Regions from separate parts of the Gossypium hirsutum genome. Here regions 2 and 3 are each linked to region 1. The links are chromatin contacts, called in public Hi-C maps. All regions are on one chromosome and are shown on one strand. The core of a region is the stretch at or near the end of the contact, and the rest is flanking DNA. Distances in the headings are between cores, read along the strand shown. Region 1 has its middle 22 kb from the start of LOC107892025. Region 2 has its middle 38 kb from the start of LOC107892028. Region 3 holds the start of LOC107892029 (kinesin-like protein KIN-14C).

Region 1 (3,176 bases), core at 238-2,737:
AAAATAGGTTTAGAATAAAAAACCTTTCTTCTCTTTTTTTTTTCTTTGATGGCCTCCTTAGGTCGGCCATGGCTCCAGCGAGTCACAGCCGCGATGGCCACCGGTCACCGGTGACGGCTCTACCATCCACGGTGGCTAAAAAAAAGAAACCTTCGTTTTGGCTATTTCGGCTCCCTTCGACTCCGACAACAGAAACAACCACCAGGTGAGTTTTCTTTTTCTTTATATATATATACAATAATGGATTCAAGGAAAAAAAAGAAAAAAAATCACCTTTGAATTTTTTCGATTGTTTTGTTTTTACTTTTTTATTTCGATTTTTATTTCAGAAGCAAAAAACCCTACTCTTACAATCTGCTTTTGGCTTTTTTTTATAGTCATTTTACAATATATTTTTTTTATCATTTTTCTATTGCTCTTGCTACTGTTGTTTACGTGTTTTCTCTTCTTCTTACAAGGGTGATTAGTGATGGCAAAGCAGTTGGTGGTGGCAGGCTAGGGTGCAGCGGCGACTAGGTAGGGTGTGGCACTAGGTTTTTGTTTTTCTGAAAATAGTTTAGGCTGTTGTGGGCTTTAGGGTTTTTTTGGTTTGGGCCACTTGGGCTTGATATAATTTGGGTCTGATATTTGTCAATGGACTCTAGATCATATTATTTTTTTATTTTTATTTTGCTTTGATTTCTGTTCGGTTGGGCCCGGCAAAATTGGCTTCTACAAACACATTTGACCATAAGGGAAAATGTGAGTGGTTATTGATTAATTGGCATAAGAATGAGTTGGATTATATATTGGTGTAATGAGAATTACTTTTGAGACCAATTTGAAAGAATTTAAGAGTATAAAAATTAAATTGTAAATTTAACAATTTTATTGAGCGAAGGTAAAATTATATTTTTCAATATCCAAGGATGCGTACTAAGTATTAAATGAGAATTGCTGAATTTAGATTGATTACAAATTATTATGAAGGAATTGAGCAAAGAGGAAAAAAGAGCAAAATGATAAATTTACCACTTAAGGGTATTTTGATAATCTCGCATGATATTATAAGTGTTTTTTTTATAATATTAAATTATTGGAATTAAATTTATTTAAACGAGGATTAGTGAAAATGATTAAAAATACAAATTATGGAAAACGAATCAAATTGGAAATTGGAAAAAAATGGAATATATATATGAATTTGATGGGGCGTGGCCCCCACCATTGCGGATCTTGGTCTGCAAAGCCTAATGAGGCTTTGAATTTTGAATGGCCCAATCGGCTGCAGTTCAAAAAAATAAAATAAAAAAGAGAAAGTAAATGGATGAGTGGCGGGCCGTGTCCCCCACCCTGCCCGTTTAGGCTTTAGAAAGACGAATTGGCTAAAGGGCCATTCGACCATAAATGAAAAATAATTAAACAAGTTTTAATGTGGGGAGGGGGAGCAGAGAAGGCTCATCTCCTTGCCCAAATCACGCGGCTAAATGGGAAAGGGACGGATTTGTCCACGAAAGTTTAGCGACAAGGATAACGAGCCATATGGAGCCGACATGGGCGGAAGCCCAAGCCCTTATACGCGGGATTCAACTAGCAGGAGAAAAAGAATTGTGGAAACCGACTGCGCACTACTTGTCACATAAACAATCCATATTAGATTTATGTTTATCAGGAACTATCTTAGATAATGTTAGGTCTTTCGATTATTTAGAATTTTCGGATGTAGGGACAATTTGAGTAAAATTAGCCTAAGTATGGCGGTTGAGGAAGTTTTCAGGTTTGATTACCCTCGTTCGATACATTCATTGATTGTTGTTCATGTTGCTATTTCTTAATAAATTTAAAGGTCAAAGCCCATTTACAGCTTTTTTACTCCATTGATGCAAAATAATTAATTACTTACAAAAATAATTCGAAGTCAAAATTTATATGCAAAAATGATTTGTTCTCCATAGTATCCACTGATGTCACTTGATACACTAGCGGCACCGCTCCCAATGATGACTAGGGATGAGCAAAACTCAATTTGACTCGAAAAAATTGAAAAAATTTTGAATTTCGAGTTACGAGTTAAACGAATCGAGTTATTTGAGTCAACTCGAATATTTTTTTTTTGAATTTTGAGTTCGAATCAAGTTTGGTTTTCAAATTCGAATAACTCGAATAATTCGAATAAACCGAATATTAAACTATAATAATTTACATTATTACTCCAAACTCCTAAACCTCTTCACTTTCCTCTCAAAACTTTTACTCCCTCCCATTTTGCCCCCATAACTTTTGCTCCCCTCCCATCCTAGCCCCGTTCTACCCCAAACCCATTCTCCCCCTCCCCCCCCATTTTTTTAATATTTCCCTCTCAAAATTTTACTCCTCCCATTTATTCCCCCCCCAAAAAAAAAAATTTACTTCCTCAACCTCAAAAACTTTTTATTTCCCCCTAAATTTTTATTTCTCACCCTTTACCACCAAATAAAAAATTAAAATCATCCAAAAAAATTTCCTAAACCTAAATAATAATTTTATTTATATCTACTATTTATATTATTAAAATAAATTTCACATTTTATACTATTTATATTATTGAATTATTTTATCATATTGAATCATTATAAATTTTTGCTAAAATTGAATTATTGATGATGCCATAAGATATAGATCTTCCATATATGTTATTCTCTTTCCTTTACCATATTTGATTTTCTATTTTCCCTAAAATATTAAATTCCCTTTTATATATCTATTTTCCACATATGTTATTCTCTTTCCTTTGCCATGTTTGATTTCCTATTTTCCATAAAATATTCAATTCCCTTTCAGATCACTATTTTACATAGTTGTTATTCTCTTTCTTTTCTCATATTTGACTTTCCTTCTCGTCTCTCTATCTTTCTCCCACATCTCTTTCTTTCCATTCTCATCTCATTTAAGATTTATTTTTTGAAACAATATTTCATTTACTGGTGGTGATACTAACAAGCCAATAATAAAATAACCACTTATAAAGCAAGTATCGATCATGGGTTTTCCCTTTATTTTTTTTCAGTTTTCTTTTTTCTTTTTCTATTTCAACGGTTTCTTTTCAGCCTTTTTTTCCTGTTTCGCCTATTTTTTTAAAATTCCCACTAGTACCGCCTAACACACTAGTAGAATCCATTCAAAAATATATTTTCCTTTTTTTTTTTATCTTTTTCTGA
Region 2 (2,827 bases), core at 133-2,632, 280 kb after region 1:
TTGATGCCTTGATCTGAAGGTTGGGCATGATTCAAGATTCAAGATTCAAGAAATTTAAAATTAAATACTCAAACCTATATTGCTTGAGATCTTTTTCTTTTTAAGTATTCGTATCTGGTACATGGATATAGCAATATGAATTTCAAGGACCTCCAAATACAAAGACAAACTTGAAAGAATCTAACCATGCCCAGAGACAGAACAACAACACAAAAGATGAATCTCTTAACAGAAAAAGTCCCAACCCTCCCGAATATGAAACTCTAAACACAGTGATATGAAGAATACCATATTTTAGCAAGATATAAATCTCCACTATCACTTAAAACATCTTAAAGAATGGTACAGAGAGAAACGAAAGTTGCAATGCATGGAATACATTAACATAAAACATTGAGTTCATAGATGAATCCAACACGCATGTTGGACACATATCCGAGTTGAATAAAAATATGAAGATAAACCCTCTAAAAACCCTCTAAATATATGAAAAAAGAATACCATGTCATACATACACTGTTTCCAACATCTACACTCCAGTTCATGTAACATAGTACGAATATAAAAAGGTATCTAAATCCATCAAGAACCCTAGACTTGAAGGTTCCCGGATTTTGATTCATAGCAGTAGCACCGATATCAATAACAAAGCTTAAAAAAGAGTCTAAACAAAGATCAAAATCGATCGAATTCAAGACAAAAACACTAGAAGCTTGATTCGAAGCTCAGGCATAATTCAAGATTCAGGAAACATATATAATTAACCAAAAACGATAGCACTACTGAAATCAATTCGACCCTAAATCTAAAATATTAACAAATGAATAAGAAATTAAATGAAAACGAATATTTACCTTCAGCGTCATCTTTATCCTTGTCATCGTCATCATCGTCGTCGTCATCGTTGTCGTCGTCATCTTCAACTACAGGTTGTTCGGGTTGCTCAGACTGTGAATCGAAAATAATAAAAACAAATACCCAAACTTGAGTAACAGAAAAGTAAAATAATGAAAAATACGAGAGAGCCAATTCATTTTAAGTCACAGAAACCCTAGAAAATAAAAGGTCTAACAGAAGCAGTAGCAGCAGTCGCCGTGCAGAATGCTGAAGACCAAGCCGAATGCTGAAGGCGAACAGAAACAGTAGCAGCAGATGCGGAAATAAGAAGGAAATAAGGAAACTAAGATGAAGGGAAATAAGAAGGAAAAAAGGGAAACGCAGAGATGGAAAGGAAAGGAGAAGATGAAGCTGAGGGCAAAAAATGAAAATTGGGAAAAAAATTACTCCCGTGGAATGGAATATCTATTCAGCGGTGAAGAAAGGAATGCCTATTCAACATTTTCCCGTAATAGAGCCTGGAATGGATTCGGGCTGTAATACCATTACAGTCAACCAAACTATTGGTTTGGTGGTAGGCCCACCGAATTGGGGGAATGCATTCCTAAAGATGATATTATCTATGTCATGAAAGTGAATGGCAAAATCCAAGAGTTGCTTTGGGCGGGTAGCTTAATAATGAGAGACGGCCATGTTAAAATTCTAAGTCTAAGAGAGACATTGTTAACCATATATTAAAAGAGCCTCTTGGACGAAATCAAGTTCTCCGATGAGAACTAGATATATGCTACCCTGATTCATCTCTTTGTAAAAAGTTGTGTACAAGGCGGGTTGCGATTTCCACCACGAGCTCCACCACTCGTAGAAGGAATCACAACATGCTTGTTACTCTATGTGGATTGCTATGTTAGATATCAAGCTATCATAAGATTTTATGGCATTCATCTTGGTTCTGAGAAAAGTGATTGATGATTCTCAAGAAATTTATTATGATGATGATGAAATCAAGTATGTGGTGCTCGATGACTAGTTTTTTTGGGTGTTTATTTATATTTGCATTTTCTTTTCACTACCAATATGTTAAAAATGTATCGGAGTTTTTTATGTAAATATATAATGCACTATGTTATTCTTTTTCTTTTTGTCGTTTGTGCATTATATTTTCAATATTACAAATAGTTTGATATTTATTACAATTAAATAAATTAGTCACAATTAACATATTTGTATTGAATTTGATTGTTAAATTTAGTTTATTGTTGGTTCTGTATAATATGATAATTATCACTATTTTTTCTTTATTGTGATAATAAAATAAATGGAAATTAAGTATGCTAGGTGTTAATGTGTGCGTGTCTTTGACCACATCACGGCGAGTGAACGTCGAGTACAGAATCAACACAAAAATATCAGAAATTAAAGTGGTTTGACTGCAAGTATGACAGATCAGTTGTAATATTTGTGTGTTATAACGGAACACTAAGCATTCCGAGGATCAGACCCAAGAGAGATCAAGCGGTAAGGTGATTAACAATGACAATGCATGCAACTAAGAAGTCTAGCTAGCTAATGATTAAGTATTATATTACGGCAAAATCGTCACCAAAGATTAATTATGCTAAATTACACATAGGAGGACTAAATTGAATAATAGACAAAAGTGTACAAATATCAATTCAATGGGCTAAAGTGGTCAGTTGATGTCCATATTGCTAGTCAATTCTTGGATTAGGGATCTAAATTGCTCAAACTCCTAATTGGTTCAATTTTACCTTTCGATCACCATTTTACTTAATTAAAAGATTTACTCTTGTTTATCTTTCAACCACACTAAACTAAATCGGGACAATCAAATTGGTTTGCAATAGGTTCTCCTCTCGGTCTCACCTATTCTCGGTTTGGAGTCTATCTGATTTAGTCATTGACCCAAAAACTAACCATGCAACATTTTAATCAACCAACCACCATAAGATTTAGTGCATATTCATCA
Region 3 (2,775 bases), core at 89-2,588, 330 kb after region 1:
ATTAGTTTAAACAGTAGACAACCGATGAACAACATTTGCTTCTATTTTTCTTTGTGTGCAAGAACCATGTGAGGATAATTATACAAAGTATATTAATGTAATCAATGAACTTGTTTTATTAAATAATTTGTTCAAAAAAATTATAAGTGTATATTGAGGAAAATACGGCACCAAATCCAGCATGGACCCCTAGTAAGAACCTTTTTATAATCTTTCTTTGATCAGAATTTCACGAGAAAGTACCCATCTCAATATTTATCAACTTCATCAGCATCGTAGTTTTCCACAAAGTATAAATATGCCATATTCTTTTCGACTAAGTCTGAACACAATTTGAGAAACCTATGAATTGTAGACTGTTAGAGTTATTTGACCCGAATCCTATTTGATCCAGCCTAAAAAGTTTGATGTGCAACTCACTTATTAAAGAAATAAAATAGAGTCAAACTTGAGTACGAAACTTGCCACACAAGTTGAATCCATATAGGACTATACTTCTTCTATTAGACGGGTTTTAACTCTTAAAAAATTGCACATAACCGCAAATCTCTTATATTGTTGTTTTTCAATATTAGTGAATTTCTCCTCCTCTGCCTGTGGTTTTTTCTCGATAAGGGTTTTCCACTTAAAATCTGCGCATTCTTATTTTTCTTTCTTATTGCTTTGCAACTATTCCTGCTGCCATTATCGACGTATAGTATAACATAGACCGTTTAGTTCACCTTTCAACACATCATTTTCACCTAACACGATGTTATCCTCTTTAGAAAAGCCAAGCCCCTTGTCTCCATCTCTCTTAGTTTGGCCAACTAGTATGTCTCTGGACAAAACAAAATCCTCCATTCCCATCTTATTCAACCCAAGTCTATGAGCCTGACCCTCTATGTTCGAGTTAAACAACCCCGTCATTTCTCTATTTTTGATATTAGACGATTTCTCCTCTTCCTTACGACGGCTTTTCTTTGCCATTCACCATGAAAAAAAGAAATTTGTGCCTTTGAATATTATAAACATAAAAGAAAGTAAATTTTTTTGGATAATCCCTAGATCTCAATTTAACTAGTATAAAATTATATAATTAATTAATTAAGTAATTGAGAATTACCATAAAACTTGATGATAAATATAATATATATAACAGAAAATGATAGTTTAATGTTAGCAATATGAGAGAGAGAGAGAGAGAGAGAGAGAGTTTTCTTTTTTTTTTTGGAAGACAAATTCAGAGTTATCTACAGATTATAGATAATTTCTCAAGTAAGCTATTTCTTTAAAAGAATTTCAAACCGTGATATTTATATTTAAAAACAACAGCTGAAGTGACTCAAGGAATATTCAAATTACAAAATGCATGCTTTATTATTTCATTTGAAGAAGTCAAAAAAAACATAGTTGAACCCCTCCCCCCCTCCCAAAACGTGAATTAGTTTGTTGTGTACTAGAAAGCTTTTAATTTCGGCAAAGTTTGACTGCCATATATATGTTTTTAATATTGATTTGAAGAAGTTATGTATGATTTTCGTACAGTAATGTCTTAAATGTTGTCAAAATAACTTCAGAGTTTTTGTTGTTGGTTTTAAGAAAGGCTATGAATAGGCGAAGAATTTCTTTAGATGAAGTTGTTTGGGATTGAGTTGGCTACCGAAACAACCCAACTCAAACCCACAAAAGATGGAGCATCAATGTCGGATCCTACTTTGCCGCTTAATTTCTCCCTCTACACCAACGGTACAGCGAATGCCAAACAATCAAAAAATGTTTCAAACCCAAAAATTTCAAAAAAAAAAAAAGGAAAAGAAAAGGAAAATTCTTTTAATGACATAATCCAGTACTTGCCATTTAACAAAGATTCCTTGAACCTTTGTTCTACGTGCGCATCTCCACATCATCTCTTTGTCTTCTTAGGGTTGGGCTCTTTGCCTTTGTCATGTCTCCCCAATCTTATGGTAACCTTTCCTATCATGTCATTTATGTTTTCACTTTAAATTTTGTTGCTAATTTTTCTATTTTAACAATGTTGAATGATTATGTCCCAGTCTTTGGATGGTATAATGTTCAGTTTTGTATATATTTGCAAGACATACCCAGATTTCAACAAGGTTGTAAAATCATCAATGTCAGCTGTATTTTATGAAATTGTTAGCTTCTTTGTTCTTTGCATTTCAGTCTTACAAATTTCATAATGGCTGCAATTTGTTTTTCCAAATCAATCCTGTTAAAGGGTGTAAAAGTTTAATGCAGTTTTATTTGAAGATCACAAATTTCTGTTCAACTGCTTAATGCATTTGGAGTCTGCTGGTTATCATTGTTTGTGTGATTGTGTAGATTTCAATATGCAAAACATGTAGGTACCTTGATATCGAATTGAATCAAGTTCTTGACATCAAATGTTCATAATTAAGCCACAAAGCACCTTTGTAACTCAATGTAAGCAAAACAAAACAAACAAAAAAACTATGGAGGATTTGGCTGTTCTAATGTAACTGCATTTCCATGTTTTTGACCTAATGGTGAATAGTAATTATGAGGCAACATGTCCTTTATCATTTTCCCTTGTTTAACAAAGTGTGTTTGCCTTTTTGTCTTTTTCCTCCTCTGCAGCCAAGCAATGGGAGATTGTGATTCAGTGGTTGAACACCGTTCTTCCTGATCTCAGGTTGCCAACAGAAGCCTCAGATGAAGAGTTGCGAGCTTGCTTGCTTGATGGCACTGTCCTATGTAGAATCTTGAACAGGCTTAGTCCTAGTTCTCCAAACGAGGTTGTTTAAAACTCAT

The links. A called contact is a pair of places that touch in the nucleus more often than the background predicts.
Region 2: a contact with region 1 is called in a Hi-C map of leaf, with 3 times the contacts expected there. The contact joins two enhancer-like sites. A contact is called at or near these places in 4 of 34 Hi-C or Micro-C datasets (all in leaf).
Region 3: a contact with region 1 is called in a Hi-C map of leaf, with 1.8 times the contacts expected there. The contact joins the promoter of LOC107892029 here to the enhancer-like site in region 1. A contact is called at or near these places in 2 of 34 Hi-C or Micro-C datasets (both in leaf).

Annotation. Positions count from the first base shown.
Region 1 is chrD09:24,971,579-24,974,754 of Gossypium_hirsutum_v2.1, forward strand. No RefSeq gene overlaps it. Among protein-coding and RNA genes, the nearest start is that of LOC107892025, 22 kb to the left of the region's middle. Within about 2 kb of position 1,488, at least 6 of the 9 cell types and tissues checked have an H3K27ac peak or open chromatin away from gene starts, as enhancers often do. A contact at or near this core is called in leaf, where this site is marked.
Region 2 is chrD09:25,251,484-25,254,310 of Gossypium_hirsutum_v2.1, forward strand. It overlaps the pseudogene LOC107892685. Among protein-coding and RNA genes, the nearest start is that of LOC107892028, 38 kb to the right of the region's middle. Within about 2 kb of position 1,383, at least 8 of the 9 cell types and tissues checked have an H3K27ac peak or open chromatin away from gene starts, as enhancers often do. A contact at or near this core is called in leaf, where this site is marked.
Region 3 is chrD09:25,303,951-25,306,725 of Gossypium_hirsutum_v2.1, forward strand. It overlaps LOC107892029 (kinesin-like protein KIN-14C), which reads left to right and starts at 1,339. Exons shown (of 23, transcript XR_005918583.1): 1 at 1,339-1,946; 2 at 2,602-2,759.